7 separate regions of the Mus musculus genome follow, and all the other regions are linked to region 1. The links are chromatin contacts, called in public Hi-C, HiChIP or PLAC-seq and promoter capture Hi-C maps. All regions are on one chromosome and are shown on one strand. Each heading gives the region's core, a stretch centred on a gene start, on an enhancer-like site or on the middle of the called end of the contact. The rest is flanking DNA. Distances are from core to core; before and after follow the strand shown. Region 1 holds the start of Galt (galactose-1-phosphate uridyl transferase). Region 2 holds the start of Ddx58 (DEAD/H box helicase 58). Region 3 holds the start of Ndufb6 (NADH:ubiquinone oxidoreductase subunit B6). Region 4 holds the start of Tesk1 (testis specific protein kinase 1). Region 5 holds the start of Aco1 (aconitase 1). Region 6 holds the start of Hrct1 (histidine rich carboxyl terminus 1). Region 7 holds the start of Npr2 (natriuretic peptide receptor 2).

What was found. Promoter capture Hi-C pulls out the DNA fragments that hold promoters and counts their contacts. A called contact is a pair of places that touch in the nucleus more often than the background predicts. HiChIP or PLAC-seq counts read pairs in DNA pulled down with a chosen protein or histone mark.
Region 2: a contact with region 1 is called in a Hi-C map of B cells, with 9 read pairs. The contact joins the promoter of Ddx58 here to the promoter of Galt in region 1. A contact is called at or near these places in 1 of 39 promoter capture datasets (pre-B cells), 1 of 484 Hi-C or Micro-C datasets (B cells) and 1 of 9 other capture datasets (liver).
Region 3: a contact with region 1 is called in a promoter capture Hi-C map of pre-B cells, with 6 times the contacts expected there. The contact joins the promoter of Ndufb6 here to the promoter of Galt in region 1. A contact is called at or near these places in 2 of 39 promoter capture datasets (liver and pre-B cells) and 1 of 484 Hi-C or Micro-C datasets (B cells).
Region 4: a contact with region 1 is called in a promoter capture Hi-C map of liver, with 7 times the contacts expected there. The contact joins the promoter of Tesk1 here to the promoter of Galt in region 1. A contact is called at or near these places in 3 of 39 promoter capture datasets (embryonic stem cells and liver) and 1 of 115 datasets of contacts at active chromatin or transcription factors (embryonic stem cells).
Region 5: a contact with region 1 is called in a promoter capture Hi-C map of pre-B cells, with 6 times the contacts expected there. The contact joins the promoter of Aco1 here to the promoter of Galt in region 1. A contact is called at or near these places in 3 of 39 promoter capture datasets (erythroid cells, neutrophils and pre-B cells), 1 of 484 Hi-C or Micro-C datasets (B cells), 1 of 115 datasets of contacts at active chromatin or transcription factors (bone marrow-derived dendritic cells) and 3 of 9 other capture datasets (adipose tissue, liver and macrophages).
Region 6: a contact with region 1 is called in an HNF4G HiChIP or PLAC-seq map of pancreatic cancer cells. The contact joins the promoter of Hrct1 here to the promoter of Galt in region 1. A contact is called at or near these places in 1 of 39 promoter capture datasets (embryonic stem cells) and 1 of 115 datasets of contacts at active chromatin or transcription factors (pancreatic cancer cells).
Region 7: a promoter capture Hi-C map of liver shows a contact between it and region 1, with 6 times the contacts expected there. The contact joins the promoter of Npr2 here to the promoter of Galt in region 1. A contact is called at or near these places in 3 of 39 promoter capture datasets (hippocampal neurons and liver).

Annotation. Positions count from the first base shown.
Region 1 is chr4:41,754,144-41,757,953 of GRCm38.p6, reverse strand. It overlaps Galt (galactose-1-phosphate uridyl transferase), which reads right to left and starts at 2,437. Exons shown (of 11, transcript NM_016658.4): 1 at 2,302-2,437; 2 at 1,824-1,993; 3 at 1,532-1,607; 4 at 1,393-1,441; 5 at 1,143-1,272; 6 at 959-1,015; 7 at 676-798; 8 at 362-494; 9 at 176-259. The coding sequence starts at 2,326. Gm42274 (predicted gene, 42274) reads left to right here and starts at 2,182. Exons shown (of 2, transcript NR_155499.1): 1 at 2,182-2,785.
Region 2 is chr4:40,237,117-40,241,325 of GRCm38.p6, reverse strand. Ddx58 (DEAD/H box helicase 58) reads left to right here and starts at 1,501. Exons shown (of 18, transcript NM_172689.3): 1 at 1,501-1,735. The coding sequence starts at 1,630.
Region 3 is chr4:40,277,365-40,281,198 of GRCm38.p6, reverse strand. Ndufb6 (NADH:ubiquinone oxidoreductase subunit B6) reads left to right here and starts at 1,778. Exons shown (of 4, transcript NM_001033305.3): 1 at 1,778-2,041; 2 at 3,454-3,546. The coding sequence starts at 1,862.
Region 4 is chr4:43,440,409-43,444,381 of GRCm38.p6, reverse strand. Tesk1 (testis specific protein kinase 1) reads right to left here and starts at 2,105. Exons shown (of 10, transcript NM_011571.3): 1 at 744-2,105; 2 at 478-599; 3 at 303-351. The coding sequence starts at 947.
Region 5 is chr4:40,141,011-40,144,978 of GRCm38.p6, reverse strand. It overlaps Aco1 (aconitase 1), which reads right to left and starts at 1,714. Exons shown (of 21, transcript NM_007386.2): 1 at 1,438-1,714.
Region 6 is chr4:43,725,335-43,729,377 of GRCm38.p6, reverse strand. Hrct1 (histidine rich carboxyl terminus 1) reads right to left here and starts at 2,180. Exons shown (of 1, transcript NM_027511.1): 1 at 1,268-2,180. The coding sequence starts at 2,016. The coding sequence ends at 1,687.
Region 7 is chr4:43,629,647-43,633,622 of GRCm38.p6, reverse strand. Npr2 (natriuretic peptide receptor 2) reads right to left here and starts at 1,688. Exons shown (of 22, transcript NM_173788.4): 1 at 772-1,688; 2 at 1-98. The coding sequence starts at 1,438.

The DNA of each region.
Region 1 (3,810 bases), core at 1,188-3,687:
GCAATCAGTAACGGGGTCACCAAATCTCTCTTCTCTCAGTCCCAGCACCCATGCGCTGGACAGTTGTTTTAAAGCCAACAAGTGCTTTAAGGCCTCGTAGGGATTCTAGTTCCCTAAGCCGGAACCTAGAAGCCCAGAAACACTATTGGGGCTATCCCAACCCCAAAAGCCTTACCATGCCAGCCCATGGAGTAGGGAAAGGATGTCTCAAATAGATTGTCGTACTTGGTCAAGAGCTTCTTCATGATGGAGGCGAGATCTGGAATCAGAGCCTGATTTTCACCCCCAGGGAAGAGACGCTGGTCCCATCAAGGCCATTCTATCCAGCACCCAGTCCCACTGTCCTACCCAGGAGACTCACCATCACGCTCAGCGGGGTTCAGCTCAGGTAGCCGCCGCACGTGCCGCCGGGGCAGCAGAAGTGTCTGGAAAGGCCACACTGCCCAGAAGGGGACCAGAACTATCCAGTGCTCACTGGTTAGGACCAGACGTTCCTGGACGCACAGAATGGAAGTGAATCGTGCATGTGAGAGGGGGAAGGGCACAGGCCGCAGGGAAACAGAAGGCTCTCACTAGCACCTACCCTAAGCCACCATAATATTCCTTTAGGTGGCTGCTAATGTCCTATCCCCCTTTAAAGCACGTCTCTCTGTGAGGGTAAAAGGTCTGGTCTACCTTCCTGAGGAGCTCTTGGTGACCATATTCCAATAACAAAGGTTTTCCATGCTGGCTGTGATAGGTCTGCTGGGATCGCTCTTCACGCTGGGCGATATCTGGCAGGAAGCTGCTAGCCCAAACCTGTCAAAGGGCAAGCACAAAGAAGAGCAGGCCAGCCCATTATCTCTGAGCCTCCGAATTACCAATGTATTTCTTTTGCCCTATCTCTTAATCTAGTAGTCCTGTCCACAATGCCGGTGGACTCAGCCAAGAAAGCCATTAAGGCCTGTCACATACTTGCCTGGCAGTGGGGATGGGGGTTAGAACAGCCCATCATGGCTCCTTTATTTTCAAAGATCTATTGGGTAGAAAGGAGAGAGATATTCAATAGTCACACAGACATCAAGTCAACCCCTCCTCACCATACCCTGTGGAAGCAGTAATGGTTCTCCCCCAAACCAAAGTTACACCTCCCCCTCACAGACCTGCACCCAAGGGTACTGGGCACCCAGCTCCTCTGTGACTGAGGCCCATGCATCGATGACAGCTCGGATCTCAGGGACAGACATGAGTGGCAGCGTCACATCCGACCAGGGGTGGAAGCACATGACCTTACTAGGTGGTGAGGGAAAAATGACATAGGGAAGTGGATTGGGTGCTAAGGGCAGGGCCCAAGCTCAGGTCTTCGTCTTCAGACCTGGGCTGGAGGTTGTAAGAGGGGAAACCCAAAGTTACCAAACTCCTCTGGCGGCCTCTGCTCGGAAGAGAGGGTGGTCACTGGGTCCTGGAATAAAGGAGTATTACTCTCTGTAGCACAGGTACCCGGGTCAGACCCAGTCTCCCTTCTCCCCAACAGTGGTTAAATTGAGGGTACCTGGATCCGGAGCATCGGGCTGCAGAGCCGGGAAGTCATTGTCAAACAGAAAGGTACCATCATAGTGGGGATTCACCTACTGACAAGAATAGGCTAGAAATACTACCTGACGGAATTCAAGGGCTATCCAGGCTGCAACGGGGGCGAGGAAGGCCCCACTCAAAGGATCAAAATTGCTTGCCCGGAAATGACCCAAAAGGAGGCGCACTGCTCCCCCTTGTGGGCGAAGGGTAGTAATAAGGAAGAAGGATTTTTTTCCTATCCCAGTTGGTGGCTGTGTATTCGGGCTTACCTCCCCATTAGCTCGTGTGGCCCCGGGACACAGAGGGTTGAGTGGGTCGTGGCGGGGCACTGTCTTCAGAAGCTGGGGCTCCACTTGTCCTTGCCAGGGCCGCTTCATGCGATGAGCCGACACTAACACCCACTCGTCCTGGAGCGGGTTGTAGCGAATATGCTGGTGTTCTGGGGAGAGACAAGGATCAGTCAGCAAAACTCCCTGTCTCTCTCTTCCCCGAGTGGCTCTAATGCCCTAGCAGGCCCAAGTACAGGGACGCTCGGTCGGCGCAGTGTTTCTAGAAGCTATAGGCTGGCGGAGGGGAGTTAAAGGGTTAAACGCTTTCCGTGCCACACGGCCTGCAAGCCCCTCCTTCCCTCGCCCGCCACCCTGGCCTCGGGTAGGAGTGCCGACCTTGACTCTGGGACTAGAACTTCCTACGGAAAAGGAAGGCTCGGCTCCGCACCGTAGCGGGTCCAGGCCGCCCAGCAATTACCGCTCGCCCGGAAGGTCGCTGCCATGGCGTCCGCCTCTGAAGCCTGCTGGCGCTGCTCAGGATCGGCTCCGCTATGCGACGTGAGGCCACACGAATTGACCTAAGGTACACAAGGTGAGCGCCCCATTCCATGTCTCCCCCCGCCCACCCTGGATGATTGGCTAGTCGCCAACACGTGACGGTGGGGGCACAGCCTGCCACTTGAGGGCGGGGCTCGGGACCGCCACGCTCACTTCCCCAGGTTGTTTTGATGATTCTCCTGCACACCGGATTGTAGCTACTTCTCTGGAGAGCATCTGTGAAAACTGGTTGCTGTGTCCATTCGTCCCGCCACGGATTCGGGTTGCTTGCACGACATTAGGGCTATTTATTGGAGCATGACATATCAGCTTCACCACTCAAGGACACTCCTGCCAGCAGCCTTTAACTGCCAATAGTCCATCAGAAAGGGCGGAGCCTCGTGAGTGCACCGCCCCCCAAACCGGTAAGAAACCTCTATGGGTCCATTCTCATGTTTTGTGCAGGTAACCACAGGTGTAGTGAGTTCTTGTGTTTGCACATCAGGCCCTGTCCTGTTCAGAAGACATCGTTTTTACTGAGCATCTTAACCGTGTGCCAGGCACCTAGGTTCTGTGTGGAGCATAGAGACGCCCTGTGCAAAGACCAGCAGCATTCTGAACTCATGACCTGGGTCACCTGCGGAGCTGCTGTGTGTGGTTAAGATGCAAGTTGTGGAGAGGGGGTGGAGGTGAGGAACTTGATCATACTATAGATGAAGCCTGCAGCCTGGCCCTTCAGGTATTGCCCGGATGTGTGAGTATTTCACTGTAACTATGCCTCTAGCCTCAGGAGCAGAAATAAGGTTAGATAAAGAGAACTGAGTAAGTATAGGGTGTGGTGGTACACACCTGTAATCCCAGCACTCCAGAAACAGAGACAGTAAACTTACAAGTTCAAGTTCAGCCTGCGCAGTTATACATAACAAGGCCCAATCTATATAAAAGTAAACCAAACGGCCAGTGGTGGTGCACACCATTAATCCCAGCACTTGGGAGGCAGAGGCAGGCAGATTTCTGAGTTCGAGGCCAGCCTGGTTTACAGAGTGAGTGCCAGGACAGCCAGGGCTACACAGAGAAACCCTGTCTCGAAAAAAAAAAAAAAAGTAAACCAAAAGACAGTAATGTGTGTGTGTGTGTGCGCGCGTGTATGCGTTTGTGCATACATACCAGGCACAGTGATGCATTTGCCTATAGTCTCAGCTACTCTAGAAGCTGAAGCAGAAGATCAATTGAGCCCACAAGTTCTAGACCATCCTGGCCAATATAGTGAAGCCAATTTCAAAAACAAGCAAAAGGCCATCAGTATTTGAAGGGCAGAGACAGGCATATCAATGAGTAGCCTGGCTACATAGAACATTCTAGGCTGTTGAGGTTTGGTCTGTTGCTATGTATTATGATGCAAAATACTGGCTGGGGAGGTGGGGAGCTGGAGAGATGGCTCAGGGATTAA
Region 2 (4,209 bases), core at 252-2,751, 1.5 Mb after region 1:
GTTTTGTCTTTTTCTTTTTCCTGATAAAGGTCCCAAGGCTATCCAGAAACGGTAGGTTTTCAGCATATGTGAGAGTATACAATCAGAAGTCTGGAAAAAGTTGCTGTAGTTTTCGTGTTATATCGAAAAGTTAATTTGAAATAACTGTAGAACCAAGAGTAAAACTAAACGTATGATCACTCTAAAAGAAGCGTTGGATAACTTCCAGAGCTGGTGTGCTGGGTACTTTTAGGTCAATTTGACACAAGCTGAATTCATCATAGAGGAGGGGCCTTCAATTAAGGAAATCATAAGACTGGCCTGTAGGGCTTTTGTTGTTGTTGTTGTTGTTTTGCTTTTTTTTGTTGTTGTTGTTTTGTTTTTTTGAGACAGGGTTTCTCTGTATAGCCCTGGCTGTCCTGGAACTCACTATGTAGACCAAACTGGCCTCGAACTCAGAAATCCGCCTGCCTCTGGAGTGCTGGGATTAAAGGCGTGTGCCACCACACCCGGCTAGGGCATTTTCTTTAAATTTTTTTTTTCACTTTTTTTTTTAACGTATTCACTTTACATCCCACTCACTGTCCCCTCCCAGTCACTTCATGCCCCCTCCCCTACTCAGTCACTTCATGCCCCCTCCCCTACTCTGAGCGGTTGGAGGCCCCTTTGGGTATCAAACAAACACACACACACACACACACACACACACACACACACACACACACACACACACACTGGCATATCAAGTCTCTGTTAGGCTAGGCGCATCCTCTCCCACTGAGGTCAGACAAGACTGCCCAGCTAGAAGAACATATCCCACGGACAGGCAACAGCTTTTGGGACAGCCACGCTCCAGTTGTTTGGGACTCATAAAAGACTAAACTCACACCTGCTACAAAAGTGCAGGGAGGCCTAGGTCCAGCCTGTGTGTGCTCTTTGCTTAGTGGTGTCTCTGAGAGCCCTAAGGATCAAAGTTTGTTGACTCTGTTGGTCTTCCTGTGGAGTTCCTATCCCCTTCGTCCCCCTCCCCACCCTGCAATCTTTCCCTCAACTCTTCTTTAGGCCTGGTGGTGGTGGTGTGGTGGCATGGAGGAGGTGGTGGAGGGGGTGGGGGTCTTTAATCCCGGTTCTTGTGAGACCGAAGCAGGGACGATTTCGGAGCTCTGTGAGTTTGAGGCCAGCCTGGTCTATAGATCTAGTTCCAGGACAGTCAGAGCTACATAGAGAAACCCTGCCCCGAGGGGGGGGGGGCGCGGGGAATGGTTAAAGATTATTGCAGGACCCAGCTGATCTGTGGAAGAGGTAACGGGTGTTTATGTTTTTCGAAACTCATTGAACAATGCACTTCAATTGTGCGCACTTTAGAAATATAAAGCCACCACGCGAAAAGCTGCGCCCCAACTTAAAGGCAATTTCCAAGGTACTTCTGGGTCCTTGCGGTTCAGTGGCTGTCTAGGTTCAGAAACGAAACTGGATCCCCGCCCCGCCCCCCCGCCCCCCCCCTCCCCAGCGCCCTGAGGCAGTTTCGATTTCCTATGGCCAGCCGGCTAGGCAGCTTTTTCATCGGGACTCCTTGGAAAGTCCCCACTTCGTTCATCTCTGGCGGATTTGCGGGAGCCAGGGCGCTCATCGATCGCCTGGAGCCACAGAATGACAGCGGAGCAGCGGCAGAATCTGCAAGCATTCAGAGACTATATCAAGAAGATTCTGGACCCCACCTACATCCTCAGCTACATGAGTTCCTGGCTCGAGGATGGTGAGTGGTCCCCAACTGGGGCTCTCAGGCTCTCCACCTTAGCGAGGGGAAAACATCACTCAGATCAGAAACAATTGAAGGCTCTGCCCCCCCCCCTCCCCCGCGCTGTCCTTAAGTTAATTTGTGTAACCCGGTGTATGTGAGACTCCCAGGCCATATTAGAGTAGACAGCATAGGGATTTGATGGTCAGGAACAAAATTCCTGCAAGCTGTAGTAACTTGCATAAGGATGCCACTCTTTTCTTTCTTTCAATGCTGGGGAAATAGTTTGTTTCTCTTATTTACACCTTCTAGACTGCTGTGTGCCTCCCTTTGTCCTGTCATGAGAAACTGAGAAATCAGAATGCGCCCGCCCCTCCTTAGATTCCTGTACAGAGCAAAGAGCAAGGCTTTGGGCTCGGGCCAAAGGTGGAGGTGGGGGCCGCAGGAAGCAAGAGGACTGACTGACACGCACATTTCTGTCAAAGGATGTTGCTCACAGGAAGTCCGTGGAAGAAAACTTTCTCCAGACTCCGTGTGTTCAGAGTTTAACACAGTTGTTCATATCTAGCTTTGGGGATTTGATTGGTGGATAATAGACTCTTTGTAAATTGCACTGGGTGTTTCCACCTGAGCAAACAGACCTCCCCACCTCACCCCCACCCCCAGGGAGAAGGGAGAGGGCGTTTGAAGGGGTGACCGAGGGCGTGCGGCAGCTACTTTTCATTTTGCCAGTTAAAGCCTAGATGTCTTTCCTGGCGTTGGACGACGGTGGCAACTGCAGGTTAATTCTGACTCTCTTGAGTTCCGAAGCCTAACAGGCTATGCAGAGAGGAGTAAAAGAGCACTACCCAGGGCTACCCACATCCCGGTTGTGTTAGAGAGAAGCAGCAAAAAAGCCCTAATGATTGGGGGCGGGGTCTGAGGAGAGGAAACCCACCCAAGAGGTTTCTTAACACCAGGGTCACTTGCCTTTCAATCCTTTAATCTGATCTTTAGTCATTTACATTAGCATACAAAGTAACTAGTTTCAATACTGAAACAAAGTAACTAGTTTGTTCAGCCATTCCTGCCATTGCTCTTTGTTCTTATTTAATTGCCTCTTCTGTGGCTCTTCCACCCCCTTTACCTGTCCCTCTCTGGATGCCCTCCCCCCCAAATGGTACCCCGTTCTGCTTTCTTATAACATGAGGTTCATCACACTCCCTCCCTCCCTCCCTCCCCCATTTAAAGTATCATCCTTTCCTCTCAGGGTGCCTGTTTTAGTTTCATGAATTTTAGGGTTTTGGTTTTTTGTCTGTTTAGTTATGAGATTTTTTTAAAAATGTGGATTATGTTGAATTTGTAGATTGTTCTTGGTGCTAGAGGCCTTTTTATAGTATTATTTCCACCCATCTTGGGAGATCTTTCTGAAATCTTCCAGTGTCTTCAAGAATTTTTTTTTCCCACTGCCTTAGAAGTTTGCATTGTAGCTATCGTTCACCTCTTTGGTTAGGGTTTGTTGTTATTTGTTTGTTTGAGGCTATTGTGAATAGAACTCCCTCCTTCCCCCATATCTTTCTGGGCCAGGTTGTTCTTAGTATGTAAGTAAGCTACTGGTTTCTGTATGTTTATTTAGAACCCTGCCTCTTGGTTGACTTTTTATGAGGGCTGAGAGTTTGTGGTAGTCTTTGGGGGGTCTTTATAGGATTATATAAGAATCATTTGACTCATTCCTTTCCTATTTGTCTAACTTTTGTTTGTTTGTTTGTTTGTTTTTTTGAGACAGGGTTTCTCTGTATAGCCCTGGCAGTCCTGGAACTCACTTTGTAGACCAGGCTGGCCTCGAACTCAGAAATCTGCCTGCCTCTGCCTCCCGAGTGCTGGGATTAAAGGCGTGCACCACCACACCCGGCCATCATTTCCAAGTTAAAGATTTGATCTACATTAGACGCCGCCACGCAGAAAACCTTGAGACTTGGTGGAAAGGCCAAAGGCCATTAAAATAAATTTTCTTTTTTCTTTCTTCCATTCTTTCCTTTATTCCTTCCTTCCTTTCTTTTTGTTTTCTTTCTTTTCTTTTTCCTTTTTCCTGAGACAGGGTTTCTCTGTATAGCCCTGGCATCCTGGAACTCACTCTGTAGACCAGGCTGGCCTCGAACTCAGAAATCCACCAGCCTTTGCCTCCCAAGTGTTGGGATTAAAGGCATTCGCCACCACTGCCCAAATATTTTATTTATTTATTTATTTATTTATTTTTATATATGTGATGAGTACACTGGAAATTCCATCAAAAAGAGCAGGTTTGACTGGTGTCACTAGATTTACTATTGATAGGGATCCCTAAAGGAGAGCTAAGGTAAAGGGCTCTCCCTCTCCTAGGTCTTCTGCATACCTTCCTTGAGTGTTCTGGGCCAGATCTCCTAAGCTCTAAGAATGTGCTGAAAACACACTGGGAACTGGCTCCCTCCTTGGGAATTTGTACTCCCTCTGCTGTGGGAAACTTGGATATAAGA
Region 3 (3,834 bases), core at 529-3,028, 1.5 Mb after region 1:
CTGGATAGTGATGTTGAGTAACAGGAACAGGACAAAATCAAGTTAAATCTGTGATCCCATTTATAGAAAGTTCTACAAGAACACGGACTCTTTAATAGTGATGGAAAGCAGATCAATGGTTGGTGAGAAAGCAGAGAGGGGAGGGGGAAACTGGCCACAAGGCATAGTGTACAAATTGACATGAGAAATGATTTTTTTTTTCTTACCAGATTTCAAGATAAGTTGTTTTTCAAGGCCATCCAATGGCTGGAGAGATGGCTCAGCGGTTAAGAACACCCAACTGCTCTTCCAGAGGTCTTGAATTCAAATCCCAGGAACCACATGGTGGCTCACAATGATCTATAATGGGATCCAATGCCCTCTTCTGGTGTGTCTGAAGACAGCGACAGTGTACTCATACACACAAAATAAATAAAATCTTTAAAAAAATCATCCAAAAATCAAAAACGAGATTTTTTAATAAAGTATTTTGACTTGGTTATGTGTGACGTGTTTTATATTTTAAAAATCATTCAATTCATACTTACTGATGCTGAAATGTTTTCATCTTTGACCAGAGAAACCTGCTAATCAAGTTGCTTACTGGTCTTAGAAACTTCCCCAGTTCTGGTTCGCTAGAGAGAGCCTTATAAATCATATTCTTCTCTGCTGGAGAACACTCAGGTTCCAGAAGCCCCACCATGTAGCTAGATTCTCCTAATTCAGTCTTCTGACGGAGCAGTAAGTGTTCTTAACCGCTAAGCCACCTCCAAACTCCCTAGTTCCTACTTTTGTGTCTATCCTATCTTCCCTATATAATATTGGTGGTGGTGTTTGAAGCAGTAGTTAGGTTGGGCATACTGGTGTACTTCATCTAGCTCATGAGTAGTGGAGGCAGGGGAATTCGGAGTTTAAGTCCAGTCTCCCTAAATAGCAATTTCAAAGCCAACATGAGATCTTGTCTCCAAAACCAAATACAAATAACAAAATTATTTTCATTTATTACTCTAAAATTTTCAGAGCATGTATATATATTTAGTATCACTACTACTCTCCCTGCTTTTGGATAAAAGGTAGCATACTTGGTGTAGTTGGTTTTATTTACTTATTTATTTTTTTAACTTATCAATAGATTGTAGAAGTTACTCCAGTTATGAATAGAAGGCTCATTTATGGCAGTAGCATACCAATGCTTTACAGTACTATAAGCTTTCCCACTAATCCTCTATTCTGAAATCTGGGAGGTGATTTTTCAATGTTTTGCTATTACATATCGTGTTGTGACGAATATTCGTGCACACCCCTACAAATTTTTACTGCCATACCTTTGGGATGTCTTACAAAGTGGGCCGGCAGAATCAAAGAGTGAGCGAGCCTATGGAAGCCTCCCAAATAAGGTGCTCTTTATTTCTGCAGTACAGAGAGGGAAGAAAACCGAGATAGGCGCTCAAGATTACTTAGCGGGTTACGAAAGAGGTGGGAGCCAAATTCGGACGCAAGTGTCTCTCGGTCAAGAAGAGAATTCAAGGGGGCGAGGCAGAGGTTCGCTAAACCATCGTCCTTGTTCTTCCGGTCCCCTCCCCTACAAGTTCTTTCTCTGAACCCTAGCCCCAGGACTTCTCACACTTTCCAACACCGCCCACTTAGTTCTTAACTCAGGGACCTTCCTGAGCTCATACTTAACCCAGGTTGTTAAAACCCAGGGTCCAAGAGAGGGCTTTGCGCATGAGCAGAGCCTGCTTTCCGCGAAGGAGTCGGCCCGCCCCCAGAGGCGGGGCTGGTGTGGCGTCATCACTCCGCGCCGCTTCCAGGCGCCTCAAGGTCGCTTTGCGGAGCGGGAGGGGCAGGTCAGTGACCGGTCCTGTGTAGGCTCGTCGGCAACATGTCAGGGTACACGCCGGATGAGAAGCTGCGGCTGCAGCAGCTGCGGGAGCTAAGGAGACGATGGCTGAAGGACCAGGAGCTGAGTCCCCGGGAGCCCGTGTTGCCCCCGCGCAGGATGTGGCCCCTGGAGCGATTCTGGGATAACTTTTTGCGGGACGGGGCCGTGTGGAAGAACATGGTGAGTGATGAGCCACACGGGTGTCCGGGTTCCCACCCCGGGTCGCAGCCTGGCCAAGCCTCCCAGCCCACTCCTCTCAGTTCCATCAAGGCCCAACCCTGTCCAGAGCCCGCATACCCGGGAGGGCCCCAAGGGACAATCAGTCCAGGGGCTCAGGTTTAGCGGAGACGCTGTCAGGTCGCTATTGTTCAGGGCTGGGGTCTGGAGTCCAGGAGCAGGTGGCTGTCAGGTGTACTGAGAAGTCGGGTCTTAGGTTTTACAAGACGCTCGCCGCACATGCAGTTCTTTCGAGTGTAGATACCTTTTCTCGGGTTAAACTGGTCAGAATTAACTGAGATCACAGGCTGTGATTTCAGTATTTGAGAACACTTACGCGGTGGGTAGGGTTGAGGTGCCAGAGACTGGCCAGCTGGTATAGTACAGCCCCATGGGGTCGCAACAGAAGACAGGGTTCTATTTGGTATGCTTTGTCAGACTCTAAAGCTCCCTTTCTACGCATCACTGTGTACGTTTAACACACTTTTAGTTACTTTTAAATTGCATTCCATGACCTCCAGGCAGAAAAACCGTTCACTCAAGGACTGCTTTTTATTGTAAGGATTCCAGATATTTTCTTGGAGACTGCTATTAAATCACATCAATGATGAGTAGCGAACATTGTGTGGGAATTGCTTTCAGCTCCTTCCAGTAATTGTGGTAGAAGTAGAAGTAGTAGTTGTACAAAGTCTTGGTTGGTTGGTTGGTTTCTTGAACAACAATGCCTTATGTCTTGCAGAATGGTGCTTATTCTGTCTTAGAATCTATGGATATTCTATAGGAAGCCTCAGAGTTAGTGAAAATACTGAAATTGGTAGGTCAGCCCCAATCTGTCAGGAAATATGTTCCATTTAGAAATTTGTAAAATAATTATCACACATAGTTGGTAGTGGTGGAATGTTTTTGTTTGGTTAGTTGGTTTGGTTTTTGTTCCACACACATTGAAAAATAAGGTAGCTCATGCTAGGGAGAGTAAGCAGCGCATGTTGGTAATCACAGCAGCTCCAGAGGCTGAGGCAGGAGGATAGCCGAGGATCTCTGCAGAGGGAGGCGGGCCAGCCTTGGCTAACGCTTGGGACCCTGTCTCAAGTGAGGGGTGGGGTGAGGCTGGAGAGGTGACTGCTTCAGACCACTTGGCTCTTTCAGAGGACCCAGTTTTGGTTCCCAGCATGCACATGGTGGCTCAAAACTGTCTGTAACTCTAGTTCCAGGGCATCTGATGCTTTCTTCTGTCTGAGCTCTGAGGGCGCCAGGCATACTCCTGGTACACATACATATATGCAGACAGAACACTTACATGCATAAAGTAAATAAATCTAAAAAATAAAACTGTAAAGAGCGGATGTTTGCTTATTTTGTATGTGTTTCCCCCGCAGGTCTTTAAGGCGTACCGCTCCAGTCTCTTCGCTGTTTCTCATGTGCTTATACCTATGTGGTTTGTTCACTATTATGTCAAATATCATATGGCTGTAAGTATACTTTAAATGTATGCTGTCCAGAACTTATTTTTAATATTATCCAATAATTTCCTGTGGCTGTGCTATACTCAGAAAATAATATGCCATGCTAAGCTGATTTTAAAGTTCTTTGAATTTTTGGGGGTGGGTGGGTAAAGGTTTAGTTGAATTCTGAGTACTCTTATATACAAGTAGTTTCAAAACTTAGAAATCAAAAAATTACTCTTACACTAGCTTATACCTTTTGCAATGCATTTCCTTGAAGTAGTGTTTAAATGGTCAGCATGTCTATCTAACCCT
Region 4 (3,973 bases), core at 856-3,355, 1.7 Mb before region 1:
TTAAATATAATCAGACATTCTTTTGTTACACCAGCTCTTGTTTTAGTCTATTCCACGTGTAGCTAGTGGCTCCTGTATTGGACCCAGATACAAAATATCTCCATCACTAACTCCAGCTGAGTATTCTAATAAGTGGTTTGCACACAGGGAAGTTCAGGAAGCCTTTAGTTGGAGGAGGTCCTGAGGTCCTGGGCAGGCAGGTGGCTTCTTTTTAATTTCCCAGCAGACCCACCAAGATCACTGACACTCTCACTTGGGGGTGTGGTGCCTTCCCTCTTTCCTGGCCTATGCTTAATGCTTACCTCTGTAAGCGCGTGCAGCTGCCCTTGGTGCACACAGACCCCCATGAACCTGAAAGGTGATGGGGAGGATAAAGGATACGCTGTAAGAGCCCGGGCTCCACTGCATCTCCCTCCTTTCCCAAGGGACTTTTCCTCCTGCCCAGCAAGCTGTCCAGCAAGAGGCTAGGCCGTTCACCTGAGGATGTTAGGGTGCCGGAGCCGGTTCATCAGCTGCACCTCCCTTAGCGTGTTGCTCCGGTTACTGGGGAGCTTGTTCATCTTCAGCACCATGACTTGTCCCGACTGTCGGTGCCGAACCTGGGGGAGGCAAGGCTCCGTGTGTGCCCGACAGGTTGGGTGGCTGCTAGCTCAAGGATCTCTAACCCAGGCTGCGGGGCCTCTAAGTTCTAGCCTCCCGTCCAAGGCTCGGTCCCGCCCCTCTGTCCTCTCTGCGGGTCCTACCTTGTAGACCTCAGAGAAGAAACCGGCCCCGATCTTCTCTGCGCAGTCGAAATCGTCCACACGCGCAAGGCTGGACACGGCGCTGCGGAGGGCCCGGTAGGAGGAGGGCCGGCCCCGGCCCGGGCCTCCGCCTGCGCCCCCCGGCCCCTCCCCCGGAGCCTCTCCGGGCCCGGGGCCCCGCAGCGGCGGCCGTTCCCCGGCCATGGCCGGGCCCCCAGCCCCGGCCTGCTTCACATGGCCGGATCCCCGGGACCCGGGCAGGCCGCGCTCGCCATGGGCGCCGGCCCAACCCGATCCCGGGGGCCGGGACTCCCGCCCGGTGGACTCCTGGAGGACCTGCCGAAGGTCCTGGGCCCGCCCCCGCCGCGCCGGCGAGTTGGGCCCGGTGGAACGCCGCGGCTCTCCGCTCTGCGCGGGGCCTGGGCCTGGGCCTGGGCCGGGCGGCGGCGGCGCTCCCGGGCGCCGGCGGCGGGCTCCCCGCGGGCGGCTGCTGCTCCGCTTCGCCGCCGGGCTCAGGCTGTGCGGCCTGCCCGGGGCGGGGCCCGGCCCGGTCTGCGGTTAACTCCTTGGAGCCCGGGCTGCGGCCCGGCCACGCCCCCTCAGGTGCGTCCCCCGCGCGTAGGCCGGGGCGTGAATCACAGGACGACTTGAGGGTTGACTGCTGGCGCTAATTCTCCTGCGCCCTGGGCTCCACGGATCGACCACGCTGCCTGCCCGGTCTGCGTCCGACTCCGACTGTCCATTTCAGGGGGGTTTCTGACCCCGACACTCTAAATCTCGGGGCTCGCTAACACCTGTCTTCTCCGATCGCAGTATCCAGGGCTGTAGGGAGCCTCTGGCCTTCGCATCCCTGACCTGCTCGACTCCTTCTCACTCCATCTCCATCCCCCTAAGTAAAGTTGAGATTCCGACGCTCGATCCGGTGACCACCCTCTTACTTCTTTGTCCTAATAACCCTCTCTTCGGAGACGCCTGCACCTGCAAGGAGGCCCCGCCCTCGGCAGGATCCCGCCCCCTCAAAGGCCGCTGCCCCTCGGAGCCCGCTCTCCTTCGGGGGACCTTTCCTACGGATGACACTGCTACATCCGTGTGTTCCCCGAGCCCCTCAGTGCTGCACCCCCTCCTCTTTGTGTTCCTCTCACTAAAAGAGACCTGGCAGAGTGACTCGGCTAGTCATTGTGACCCCTCCTCTCAAGGTGACTCCTCCCCTCGCTAGCGCCCAGCGGTGTGACCCCTTTCGGCAGGTTGCGCCCCACGTCGGTAGACGCCAGTGTGCCCCCTCAGTCCAGAGGAGGAGGTGCAGAGGCCTCTACAGCGGTTGGGATCCTCGGAGTGCGCACGCCCGGTCTCGGGACGTGGCTTTCGCTGTTGCCGATGTTTCCGGCTCTGCCACGGACTCCTCCCCTCAAGGTCATCGGGAAGGTAGCCAATCGTCGCTAGGGTTGCGTGACGTCACTGGATCCCGGCAGAGGTCTCCTGGCATCCGTGAGCGTCCTGCCACCTCGCGGCGGAATGGAGTGAGGGCAGGCTGAATGTGCAAGGCCGTCTTGAGAGTGCACCGTATAAGGGAATCGTTCAGGTTTGGAGAGAGAACAGTCATGCACAGTTGTTCTAGAAAAGGAGAGTAGGCCAATGCGTGTTCTTTTCCCCCACTGGTAACAGCAAAACATACTCATCGCATTAAATTAGAGTTAATTCTGAGAACCTATTTGTAATCTTTTGTGTAGAGATTGAAACGGTCTTGCCCTGTAGCCCATGCTGGCTTTGGATTCATACCACACCATACCACTTTGTGCTGGGATTACAAACATATGCTACCCCTCCTGGCAGGATTTTATTTTCCATAGTTTGTGCAAGGTCTGAAGACACTCGGAATTTGTACCTGTAGGATACCCTCACTGTAGTAAGCTTAACTGACACTGGATTCTGTCCCATTAGTCATTTTGAGGATCAATGTCTGTGACAGTAGTTTCATGCTGAATTGTGTGTGTGTGTTTAGGAAGGGCGCTGTGGTGGTTATGGTGAGAGGGAGTGTTTAGGAAGAAGGCCGTGTGGTGGTTCCCTCTGCTGGGGATGCAAGACTGAGCTAGGATACACTAGTAAAAAGGAGGGAATGTTGATGTGCCTGAGAAGCTCTGTGTGTGTGTGTGTGTGTGTGTGTGTGTGTGTGTGTGTGTGTGTGTGTTGGGGGAGTGCAGCAGCCAGGTTCATCGTTAGGTTTCTATCAAGGTTTAAAACTGGTATCACCAGTTTTTAAAAGTTCAGGTGGAAAAGCTGTTGAGTGTAGGAGGTAGATTATCATCAGCCAGCAATAATGATGGTCACAGGGACGATATACTGTCACTCAGGGAGCACGCATGTGCACACTCCCTTCTTTCTCTAGTAAATATACCTGCTTTCAGATACCCTCTGGGCCTGTGACTATCCTGGGAGTAACTCATGGCCACGTGTTTTGTCCACATGTCTGTCCCTGCACCCAGTTATTTGCTGCATAGCTATGGCATTATTTTACCACTGATTAGAAAAAGGAATCTTCATTAAATCGTGGTGTCATTGTTGTGTAGTGGGTTGGTCTGTTGTGGCTCTGTATTCAAATGCTAAAAACTGTATCCCATGACCTGGCTGCTCCAAGACAAGCAGGTCCTCAACTATACCAGCTCTTGTTGTATATTCATGATTGGTTAGTAAAGATGCCTACAGCCTATAGCTGGGCAGAAGAGGTAGGTGGGGCTGAAGGTTCCCGGGCTTGTGTTCAGGCACAGAAGAGAGGAGAGAAGGAAGGGAGGGTGGAGAAGTCGCCATGGGGTGGTGTGGATTGTGAGCACCTGGCCACCAGGGCTGGCCTGTTGGAGTGGGAGTGGCCTAGGTGGAATGTGTGTGGCAAGTGATGTCTTGGGGTTATTGACAAGAAAGCAGACAAAAATAGCCCAGAGGGTTGACATCTGCCCAACTCTAGTGCTGTTAAGGTTTATTATAAAGGTTTGTGTCTTTTAGTTGGGAGGCAAATGATCTAAGGTGGAGTAGAAACCCCCACATAATATCTACCACAACATTGTTGTGCCTTTAAAAACTCATAAAAGACTTGACGACTTGAGCTTGAAGCCTGAGATGCAGGCAAAGGGGGAAGGAGAGCAGCAACTCCACAGACTTACCTCTGACCTCCACATACATGTCCTGACGTGTGTGTCTGCTCACATCTCAACTCCACAGACTTACCTCTGACCTCCACA
Region 5 (3,968 bases), core at 465-2,964, 1.6 Mb after region 1:
TTAAGAAACTTGTTTGCTTTGAGGTATACATTTTTTGATAATATGTATATAACTTCTATCTCAAATTCCTGTAGACAGCATGAAACAAAGGAAAGACTCTAATGCAGGGTTCCATCTATCACACACAGACACAATGGGCAACTGCTTTCCAGTGGCAGAGGCAGGACCACACACAGAGCTCACCAGGAATGTGGAAGTGGCAGAATTCGGAGACTGGGACACCATACTTCAACAGACCCAAGGCTAGAAACCCCCAACAGAACTGAACACAGGGATAAGGAGGCAAAAACATGCCACCTGGTGTTTTAGACATGACCTCTCAACTGCTTGGTAATCTTACAGCAACCCCTACACATTTGGCATGGTCTAGTCACACCCACCTCCCTGAACTCACAGGTCTGGTGTGCTACATCAGGTTTACACACATCAACTCAGCAGGCACAGAAACAACCAAGGCACACATGAACATCACCCAAAGCCACCACCAACTGTGGGGATCTCGTATTCCGTTGGAAAGTGAGGTCCAGAGTGCTCCTGGGTATCAGAGGTTAACTCCTCCACGGTGCGGAATGGAAGAACCATAAATAAAGTGGCAAACCCAGTGAACTATGCCTCCTAAGCACTGGCTACTTCGGTGGTTCTAAAGTATGCTGCAGAGAAACACAGGCGCAGGTGTTTGGACGGTCAAAACCACTCTTTAAGCAATACAATGTTACATTTTCACCAATATACTTAAAAGTCTTCAGAAGCTACATGACCTGTCATACTGCAACAGGCTGAGTGTCTTCTAAGCAGAGATTTGCAGGAAGGTTAAAGAATGCCATTCTTAATAACAGTGTTTTGGAAACTACAGAATCGGTCTATCTGAATTAAGTATATTAAGTGTCTATACGCTGTATTTATACACTGCAAAAATCAATAGGTACAATCTATATAACAAAGGTTCTTTAGGCGCGCTGCCGGTCCTAAATGCAAAAGTTCGGCAACTTCTGCTGGGAGGCTGTCATGCGTGCTGCAGGGAGATCTGCGGTTCTAGTGCACTGGGCTGGCCAGAGTGGTACAGTCCCGTTCTCCTTGGGTTTCTCAATCAATCACCTTGGACTCTATGCCCTTCCACTGAGGGGGCTCTTACCCTCACCCCGCCTGCCTTCGCCCCGTGCTGGGGACTCCAATCTGCCGGGCACAATCGTTCCTTTCTATCCCGTGGGCTGGGCCTGGCACAATGACACCCCGGCGGTGCGGCCCTCACACCAAGGCGAGAACTCCCGGGGCGCCGAGTAGAGCCACTCCCAGTCCAGAGCGACGCAGGCTGGGGAGCGAGTAGAGAGGTCACCCCAGGAGCCAGCTCCACCGCCTCCCCGCAGCTCTCCCCGTGTCCTCGGGTCTGCACCCGTGGGAAAGGCCTGCACGGACGCCCCGGGGCCGCGTGGTACTCACCGCTCACAGTGCAGTTCCCGGAGCACACAGGCGGGTGCTAGCAATGTCCCAGGCCGACTCCGCGCTCCTCCCACTGAGCGGTCCTCCGGACGCTCCGGCAGCGAGGCGGGACCGGTGGAGAGCGGGCCGGAACCAGCTGCTGCGGGAGAGGGGCGGGGCCCGGGCCTCACTCCGCCCCCCGAGGGGCGGAGCCTGGGCACCTCCTCCCTCTAGAAGCTGCAAGCGATGGCTGAAGCTTGCAGTCTAGTCCGGGTGCGCCCTCCCTTCGGAACCTTCCGATCTTGGCAGATGGGCGGAGTCTAGGGCCTATTCCGCCCCAAGGCCCAGATCTGACTTGAGGTTGCGGCCAAGGGGCAGAGCTTGGGAACACCTCTTCTTTCCAGAGCCTGAAGGCAGACCATACCGAGGGACGAGTCCCAGGCCCCTACATGGCCAGGTTTAGGGGCTGGGCACCGTCCCACCCCTAGAACAAGAGACTCGTGGCCACGGACGGGGGCGGAGCCTAGGACCTGCTCCACCCCTCTGTACCTCCTAGGCCCGAAGGCCCGAAGCTGAAGGCTATTGATCTTCGTGGCTCCTCCCCATAGGCGGGAGAAACTGGGCCCCGAGGCTGCATCTAGCTTTGCTAGTGGCTCAGTCCCAGGAAGTGTAGAGCCGATTTCTAGGCTTTTCCTCTTTTGGAGCGTGGAGAAGGCTGACTGTCCCTCACGAGGGGCAGAGTGTGACATGTAACTGCCTGACTAACGTAGGGAGCCTTAGGATTTCTGTTGCTGCGATGAAACGCCATGACCAAAAAGCAAGCTGAGGAGAAAGGGGTTTATTTGGCTTACACTTCCAATTCACTGGAGGAAGTCAGGACAGGAACACAAGCAGGGCTAGAACCTGGAAGCAAGCACTGATGCAGAGGCCGTGGGGGTGATGCTTAATGCCTTGCTTCCATGCCTTGCTCAGCCTGCTTTATCATAGAACTCAGGACTACCAGCCTAGGTGAGACCACTCACCATGGGCTGGGCCCTCTCCCATTGAGAAAATGGTGAGAAAATGCCTTACAGCTGGATCTCATGGAGGCATTTTCTCAACTGAGACTCCTTCCTCTCTGATGACTAATTTGTGTCAAGTTGGCACACAAAACGCCACCTTTCTTTTAAATGCTGGGTGGTAAGTACGTTTTCTGAGTGCCTCTTCCAGTGTCCCCCACCTCCTCCACCTTGCCCTTCACTTCCTATTCCTACCCCAACTACTGTTTTGTTTTAGATTTCTTCCCGAGGGTTTAGTTGTTTGGGGTTTTTGGTTTGATTTTTGAGTCAGATACTCATGGGCCCCAGGCAGGCTTAGAGCTCATTGTTTGGTGGAACTCCCCAGACCTTGGACTCCCTACATCTACCTTTAAAGTGCCGGGACTGCAGGTTCTGTCCCACCACACCCAGCTCTTATAAAAGGCAGTTTCTCCGTTATTACTAGCTCAAAGCACAGGAAGTATACATCAGGAGCACACTTCAACATGTCTGTAGCTTACACAGAATGCAAACTTTCTATATATAAAACTTGGTTTTAGCCTACAGCAACCCATTAATTACAGCACATGCTGTCCACCGATCTAAAGTCTGAGCTGTGAGACTGAGTGGGGGTTCCGTCCATGCTTAGCAGTTTAGCCTCTCAAGTCAATGTGAATTTGGAAACATGATTGATTAGCTCTAGATGAAAGGATGTAAGGTTTTGCTGCCCAGATCATTTGGAAATTCAGTGTAGGCTTCTACATTGAGTTAACACGAACGAGCATCATATAGGGAGAATGACTAGTAACTAGTATGTCAAGCACTTGGCTAGCGATGGGTTTTGCTGCTCTAGGTTGCTCCCTTAGTGTTGAAGGCCCTGAGTTCCAGGAACTCATCACAGGGTGGATTTGAGTTCCAAGCTGTCCAAGCCTAAGGCTGGTTATTCCAGGTACTCAGGGCAGAGGTGTATTGCTCTTGCTTCCTTCTGCTCTGCAGCAGGTAGAGTTATAACTCCTGATCTTTGGCTGAGACCAAGCTTTACAGTCTCTGCTTTTTGTTCTTCAGAGCCCCTGCCTGTCTTTACACTTTTGCTATTCCTATATAGTCATAGTTTCTTGCATTTTCTTTGGAAACCCTTTAACCACTCCCTAGTGTTATAGTTCAGAGCTCTTGAAGGGCTCGGGAACTCTTAGCTGCCTTCTGTGTTGTTGCTCTGAGCTTTGGCCGTTGGGGTCTCTTAGATCTTGATGACTCTGGAATGCTTCAGCTACCTCATCATTGCCAATGCCAGTGCTGCTGTCTGTGCCATCAGATATGGAAGTCGCATTTTCCTCCATACAACCTGCCTAGCTTGATTAAGACTGTAGACAAAGAGATTATTTGTTAGGTGTTGTGCTAGGCCTAATATTGCAATCCCAGAAGAAGTCTCGAAGATTAAAAAAACAATTAGGGGAAACAGTCTTCTCACATAGCCGGAAGGGGACTATGACATACTTGTGTATGGACTGTAATTCCACCAACCACAGCCCCTGCATG
Region 6 (4,043 bases), core at 931-3,430, 2.0 Mb before region 1:
AGCAGTATGGGCAAACAGCCCACTCACAGGACAGGAGAGTAAACAATATACTGCCCTGTTCTACCACAGCCCCTCTTCTAAGATGCTCTGACAATCAGGGCTCATCCTCCACAAGGGTACTGTAGGGTAGCTCGTTGAATCCCCAACATCGCCTGGTGGGGTTGGGAGCTGGGCCCTAGAGACTGTTGCAACCTTTTATCTTGCTTCTCCTTTGCCTGTTCTTCTAGCGTGCTGGGGAGAACAGGCCAGCATTTTCAACAGGAATGCAGGAAGCTTGTCCGGCCCCGTTTCCTTTTCTGCCTAACCTCTTCCCTCTTTCCCATCTTTGGTGTATCTGTAAAATTCCCGTGAAGCTGCAGTGGGCAGGTCTGCAGCAATGCAGGTGGCTGTAGCTAGAGAGGGACAAGGGTGGAGGGCTGGACTGGGCTAAGCCCGGCAGTGAGGAAAGAGGGATGGGTGTGAAGGACTCCAGAGAGAGAGAGAGATCTGTCCATCAGACCTTTGGTCCACTTTCCCAGTGCAGAAACCCAGTGCAGCTGTCAGTGTGAATTTGCCTCTTCCCTTCCTCACTGGTCACCCCTCGCCTAGTCCTCGCACAGTCCCCTGGGAAACAGAAGGAAAGAGGACATTCTATTCCAGTGAGTCACTGACTTTCTGGCGTTTCCCTCTGCTGCTCTCTGCCCTGCTTCTCCCTGTTCTCAGGCTCAGGCTGGGACGATATTTCCTTCCCCTTCATGGACCCAACCTTTTATTCATAGTGTGTGTGGGTCCTTTGCATGCCTGTTGACTGTGGTAGGAGTCTCTACTATCCATTCCATTTTAAGGAAGGAAAAACTGAGGCTCAGGCCAGGCACATTCTCTTGAGGCCACCCGGCATGCCAAGCAGTTAACTGTTCCCTCCCTCTGGTCTTATCAGCTGCTACTGTGCATCTGCAGACAGGCTGGCTGGAGACTCAGAGTCTGCATAAGAATCCCTATTCAGTCCCCAAACAGACACTGAACCCAGGGTTGGTTCCTGCTCTGGACCAGGCTAGGAGGAGCACTCAGGCAGGGTGCTCCGAGAGCTAGAACCCAGGCTAGGGGTCTCAACTGTCCCTTCTCCAAAGCTCTGGGCCGTCCACACTGAATTCTTCCTCAGAGCTTAGGCGGGGACCACCTACTTCTCTCTGTTCCAGACCCCAGGCTCAGCTCCTTCCAGAAGAGTTCCCAGGGCCCTCATGACTCCCTCCCTCCCACTGTGCCACAGTCAAGAACCAGTTCACACAAAAAGCTTCCTGGTGGCTTTTATTTCTTACAGCCAAGCAGCAGTGAATGCCCGTACCACAGTCTGCCCCTGGAAGCTCATCACAGGGCCTCCCCAATCAGAAGAACTCTCCATCTCCACCTGGGCTCTGGTTCTGCCAGATACCCTTGTTACTTCCAGGGTCACCAGGAGTTGCAGTCACAAGGTAGGAAACTCAGCCAGCCCTGCTCGAAGCTCAAGCCCCACATTGTGTAGAGGGCCACCCAGGTGGGTCTCTGTTGCACATAGGGAGAAGGGCTCATATGCAAATGAAACCCAAGCAGGACCAGGGTCCCAGTACCCCCCTTCATCCCAGAGGCACATCCTTTTCCGTGGCAGCATCAGGATCCACTCATGTTGCTGCTGGATGGAGGGCAGAGCCAGGTAGATGCTATCTATTGGCCTCAGCGGCGGGCTCCATGAGCATGGTGGTGGCGGTGGTGGTGCTTGTGGTGGTGGAGACGATGGGGAGAATGGTGATGGTGGTGGTGAACGCCCACACTGGTCACCCCGGTCACATGGTGATGGTGGTGATGGTGAACAAGTCTTGGGAGACGCAGGCGCCGGCCATGGAAGAGTCGAGGCCGGGCTTGTCGGACTCGGTTTCTCTCCACGTCATGCTCCTGTGATCTGTGGAAAAGGCAGAGGGCCATCAGCCACAGCAACATCAAAAACGCCAGTGCTGTGCCCGTGATCCAGCACACAAGGGTCGTGTTCCCCAGAAGGCCTAACATCTGGAAGCCAGAGGATCTCTGCACTTCACTCAGTGGCTCCCTTCAGCAGCCTCTGCTCAGCCCTCACAGTCACTGAACTCAAGGGTGTCTCGGCTCCTGCAGACTGGAGAACAGCCAGGGAATGTGGGAGAGGTCTGTTTGGACAGGCTTCTCAACAGCCAGAGGCTGTTTGGAGTAGGAAGGGGGAGGCCGTGAAGGAAGAGTGGGTGGAGACCAAGGAGCTGTGGGACTGGCTTGCTTAAGGGGAGGGCCTGAATCAGGGATATGAGGTCAATATTCCATCTATTCCTGCCTCCTGGCAGAAGGAGGGCCCTCCTCTGGGCTTCAGCTTTTCTCCTAGGAACCACTGTATGGAGATTAAAAGTGTAGGCTTAGGATGCACACGATTCCCTAGCTCCGCGACTATCTGTAGCCTGCAACATCCTCTGCTGCTGAGGATCAGTGAGTTAGCCCAAGTCCTGTGAATGTCAGTCAGGGATGGGTGGAGCCTGATGAGGGCCACAAGCCGTTCATCATCCAGGGATGCTTCTCCTGTTGGGTATAGGAAGCCAGAAGGCTTGTCAACTTTGGGTTAACAGGAAGCAGAAAGGAAGCCACTTGAGGTCACACAGGTCAGCCCCTTATCTCCCCGGTCAACAATGTCAGTGGATGGCAGTCCCGTTGCCCTATCATCTGCCCTGTCACAAAGCTCGGGTCATTCCTACCTGCCTGGGAACTTGTTTGGTGACCAGAATGTGCACAGTCTTCCATTCTCTCGTTACTGGTTCTAAATCCTCTGGCCCCCTAGTCACCAAGGATGAGGCTGGGATTCAGGGTGTCCCCAGCATCTCTGTTGTACGCAAGCGGACTGGGCTCCCCAAAGCCCAAGCTCTGTGGCCAGGGTCCTCAGGGGTCCTTCAACCCATTCCTCAAAGCTCCTTCTGGAGAGTGCTCAGCCCCCAAACCTCAGACTGGCTCCAGCTCTGCAGTAGCTCCACTCTGTAAAGTTGGTCAAGGCCCTTCCTCGAGCCCACCGTGTCCTCTCTGGAGATCCCACAGCAGAAGCAAACTCCAGGGACACTCCCCTGCTCTAATCCCAGTCACAGCTGCTTTCTCTGACATCTTTACTGAAAAGCTGCCACAGCAGCTCAAAGGGTTGTACATCACCTTTGGCCAAGCTGGTTTCGAGGGAGGCTAGTCTCCAGAGGCTTCCTGGCCCTCTGGAGAAGTCACTTGAACTTTTAATGAGGCTTGTATAGAGAACTCCTCCTGCAGACTCCTGGGGCTTTGGAGCCAGCTGCCTTCCCTAGAGGCACATTGAAGAAAAAGTCCTATGGGAGCTGGTGGAGAGGGGAGGAGGGAGAAGGGAGGAGGGAGAGGAAAGGGGCATGAAGAAGGGAGCATTAAATGGATAACTTTACAGGAGTTTTCCAAGGAGATGCCCACCCCACACAACCTGGAGACTACCCTGCAATGTGCAGATCTGAAGACTTTCAGTCATTCCTAAGGGTCCCTGGACTCACCCCGCATTAGGGAAACTGAGGCCAAAGAAGGGAAGCAACTTGTCTGAGTCTCTCACCTTTGTGGGTTAGTGTATACCACAAGCAATCTCCAGACTTTTGGTTGGGGTGAGAAGAGCTGTCCAGGGCTAAGGATGCTACCTGCTGTGGGGCCTTCCAGAGACAGTAGAAGATGATGCACAAAGGGGGTGGGGGGGGGCGAGCTTGAGGGCCAGAGATGAAGAGACACCCATCTACACTCAATACACGCTTATTTTATGAGATGCCTATTTTCTCCCCATTTGGATAAAATATAGGACCTTGAAGTGGCCATCGTATTAGCAGCTTCGGAAACTTAGAGGTGACAGGCTGCCATCTCCAGACCTTCAGAAGTAACTACTTAAGTCCCCTGCGGGAAACTGTCCTCCTACTTTTAATCCTGTGACTGCTTCCCTGATCATTTTGAATGGCCTGACTGGACACAGGTTCTGTTAGATTGATGACCTGAGAGGGACTGGCTCTGATGAAGTAGGGCCACCCTCAGGAAAG
Region 7 (3,976 bases), core at 439-2,938, 1.9 Mb before region 1:
AAGGTAAAAGAAGACATAGTCCCCATTGGTCAGGTTCTCCCTCTGGGCCTGAAGCAGGATCTCATGCAGCATTTCCAGGGGGCCGCAGATATACACAACTGGGAGTGCACAGGACAGAAGGGCACCCTGAGACAGCATCCAGGTCCCCCCTCCTCTCTGAGTCATCCCATTACAAGAGAGTGCCCTACCCATCGACCACCCAACAGATGTTCCCATCCCTCCCCTTAGAGCTCATGTCGCAAGTGCCCTGGGGCCACATGGACCATCTGGTCCAAGTCAGAGCCCAACTCCAGACCCCAGAGACTGGCGTGATGACCCAAGCCCCTCCTTCCCCCAAAGCTGTGTTTGCTAGACTTCACAGCCCCCACGTCCCCTCCTGCCTACCTCTCCCTAGGCTCACAAGCACTTGTGCTCACAATTTTTGTGTGAGCCTTACCTGCTTTCCCAATCAAACCTGAACCCATAGAGTCATCTCTATGCTACCAAGAGGCTTTGTGTTCCAATCTAAGGGGTCTCTGCTCACAGACAGGTGCACATTTCAGATCAGACATCACCCACATCCACTACTCAAACCCCAGCCCCAGGCTCAGCCTTGCTGACCTCTGACTGATGCCAGGTTCTCTCAGGAGCTCTGTCCTCAAAAGTTCCTCCATCCCAACCATCACATAGAACTCTCCCCTTCCTATCTCTGCCTATTTCTCTGTGTTGCACTGCTCCAGGGACATAGCGGCCCACCTCCCCTGTTTCTAAAACAGCCCGGGCCACACTTACTGCGCCCGTTGGCTCTGATGAAGTGGGTGGCTTGCTCAGGGCCACCTGGCTCTCGGGCATACACCTGGTGCTGCACACTGAGGTTGCTGCCCTGCAGGGCCTCAAAGACGCCCTCGATGGTGAAGTAGTGGGGCCGGTCATCTGTGCGAGCATCCAGATACAGCAAAGCAGCCCGAGCTGTCCAATTGAAGTGCCCGTGCAATGTCACTACAAACTCACCCAGCTTGGGCGCAGAGGGGCCAGTGCGAACCAGGGTACGATAATGCTCATTCTTAGCTGCAAAGCCAGAGGCCACTGCCCCCGCAGTCAGGAGGGGAAGGCGCCAGTGTGAGGCAAAGCGAGCCACAGAGGCAGCGGGGTACACACAACCGGGGCCCAACAGAAGGTCGGGGTCATGGTACAGCTTGAGGTCCACAGCGCGCAGTGGTGCCAGGTACTCAGAGCAGGCGCCGTCTAGTTCGGAGCTGACAAACCGCAGGTCCACGGGCAGTGCCCGGCCCAGTGCCTCCACAGCCAGTGCCACAGCAGGACCCACCCGTGGCCAGGCCCAGGCATAGCTCAGGTTGTGTTCTGGCAGCACCACCGCCAGCGTCAGGTTCCGTGCCCCCGGAGGACGCACCCCACCTGCCAGGGCTGCCACCACCAGCAGCAGGGATGGCAGTGCCATGGGGATAGAGCAGCTGACCCACGGTCCCCCGAACCAGGGGCCGCTCTGGCCTACTGGGCAGGCACAAGCGCCACCCAGCCTGGAGCCTGGGGAAGAGGGCCAGGAAGAGAAGTGGGGGCAAGCTTAGTCGGCCCGGATACAGAAAGTGCTGGGGACCACGCAAGAAGAGGATGGGGGGAAACCTGGGTCGGGAAGGAGTGGGCTACCAGCCCACAGCCAGGTCCAGGGACTAAGGATAGGGTGGCAGAAGGAAGAAGAGACCAAGGGGGCCTGCGACCGGGATGAGGACAGTGAGAGGTGAAGTAGCCTGACAATTCCAAGCCGAGAAGGGAGGAATCTGAGCCTGGGATGGGGTAGGGACTTGGGGGAGGCTGGCACAAAGAAACGGCCCGGGGACACCTCACAGCTGATCGGGCCGGGAGAGCAAAGAGCTGCGAGAAGCCAGAGCCCCGGGCTGAGGTGGGAGGGCGCCCGCCGCGGAAGGACTGGGACATGGGCAGGCAGGGAGCGAAGCGAGGCCTGGGCCAGAGGGGAGGGAAAGGCAGGGGTGACTCTCCCAGTGACGGCTTCTCCCGAAGCTCCTGCCTGGACTAACGGGCCCGGGCGCTGGTCCCATCCGGAGCTGCGGCGGCCCCGCCCGTGTCCCCCGCTCCTCTCCGCTCCGCTTCTCCCGGGCCCGGCGGCCTGCGCTGCCCGCCGCTGCCTCCCGCCCCCCGCCTGGGCCCCCGCGCGCGCCGCTCGCTCGTCCAGGTCAGGTCGCCTCGGCCCGGCGCGTCTCCGCTCGCTGCGCCCGCGGCGGCGGCCGAGTGTGACTTCCCCGGCAGGCCGCCCGACCCCGCCCCTCCCCCTCCCCTCCCCGCCCGGCCCCACCCTCCGGCTGCTGCTGCCACCCCCACCCCTGCCTGGCGCCCAGGGACCTCCCAGTCCCCAAACCACCCGGTGAGCGCCCCAGGGGCTCAGCACCCCGGGCCTCTAGGCCAGCGAGGTTCATGGGCGTCCCCATACTGTAAGGGCCTTCCTCTGCTTCCCCCAAGCCCCTTGTGCACAGGACTGCTCCCATCTCACTCATGCCTGCCTTCTTCCCTTGACACCCCACTTTTCTTAGAGTCCATTCACTCAATCAGATTTCCGCAGATGCTCCAGTCTCCAGGAAACTGTCAGAAATCCCCAATCACTGGGTATCCATTTATTCCTGGGTAGGGAAAACTCTACCCATCTCCTCAACGCCAGAGTGCTTTTCCTCAGGCAGGAGGAAGTCAGACCCTCATGGCACCAAAGGACTCCATTCTTCTCGGATCTTTATGGAGTCCACGAGTCCTCCTCTTCCTGGGGACTCAACTCTCCACTCTGTTTCTGTCTCCACGGTCGTTCTGCTCTTATGCCTATTGGATCCATCAGCCATCTGTTCCCAGGGCCTTGTCCTTTTGTCTTCCTGAGCCACACTTGGTGGGAGCTTATGGACTGACTAAGCCTAACAGGCCTCAGCAATTAAAGTTCATTGTACCCCCACCTAGGGATCCACCTCACTCCTAAAATTCCAGGCTAGAAAGTTCATCCAGGTACCCCTTATCTGGAGTGCTGACCCCATCTGGAAGAACAGCTTGTGAGAGATGACATCATTGCAAAGGGAACAGCTATGGCACCTTGGGGAGTTCTCAAATTATCAAAAAGGACATGCACATAAACACATTCTCCTCCATGCCGACAGCCAGTTTCTCTCCCACTTGAAGCCACTTCTCCAGAAATCACAGTGCCAAGAAGCCAAAGGCTCCCCAGCAGAGACTGAGAGCTTGCAGGCTGAGGACAATCTTTCTCTGAGATGAAGGCGACCCCTAGTGGCTTGAGGAGAAATTAAGGACCGAGTCTTTTTATTCAGAGCCATGAGTTCTGGCTGCTGTAGGCTGGAACACGAAAGAAGCTAATTGTTTCAGCTCTTGCCTTAGAGGGGCACACAGCTAAAAACCCTGGTCCCTGGAGTGAACACAGAGGTCATAAGAAAGCCACATTGACAAGTGGCCCTGCTGGATGCTCTATCCAAATAGAAGCTTATGGGTACCCCTCCCCCCTTTAAAGAACACCGAGGGAAATGAATTCTTGCTCCAGGCTGTCAATCCTGTTGGTGAAAAGGAATTATGCTCTGTCTGGGCAATAAAAGGAAGAGCAGTCACAAAGGGGATGGACAATATGAAAAAGACACGACTCTCAGGCCTGTCATCTTGGGACTGGGAGACTGAGGTAGAACGACCGTGAATTTGAGTAGCCTGGGCTACATAGTGAGTTCAGAGACTGCCTGAGCTAAATAGCAAATGTCTCAAAAAAAATGGTTCCTCTCTTATTTATAAATATTTACTTATTTATGTATATTATATATTATTCTATTTATTTATATTTACTTATTTATGTATATTATTTTATTTATTTATTTATTCGTTTGTTTATAGTTACTTGTTTAGAAACAGGTACTGGGGGCATGGCTCATGCTGCTCTCCCACTCCCAGTGCTCCTCGCCTCAGTCTCCAGGATGCGGCAGGCACTCAC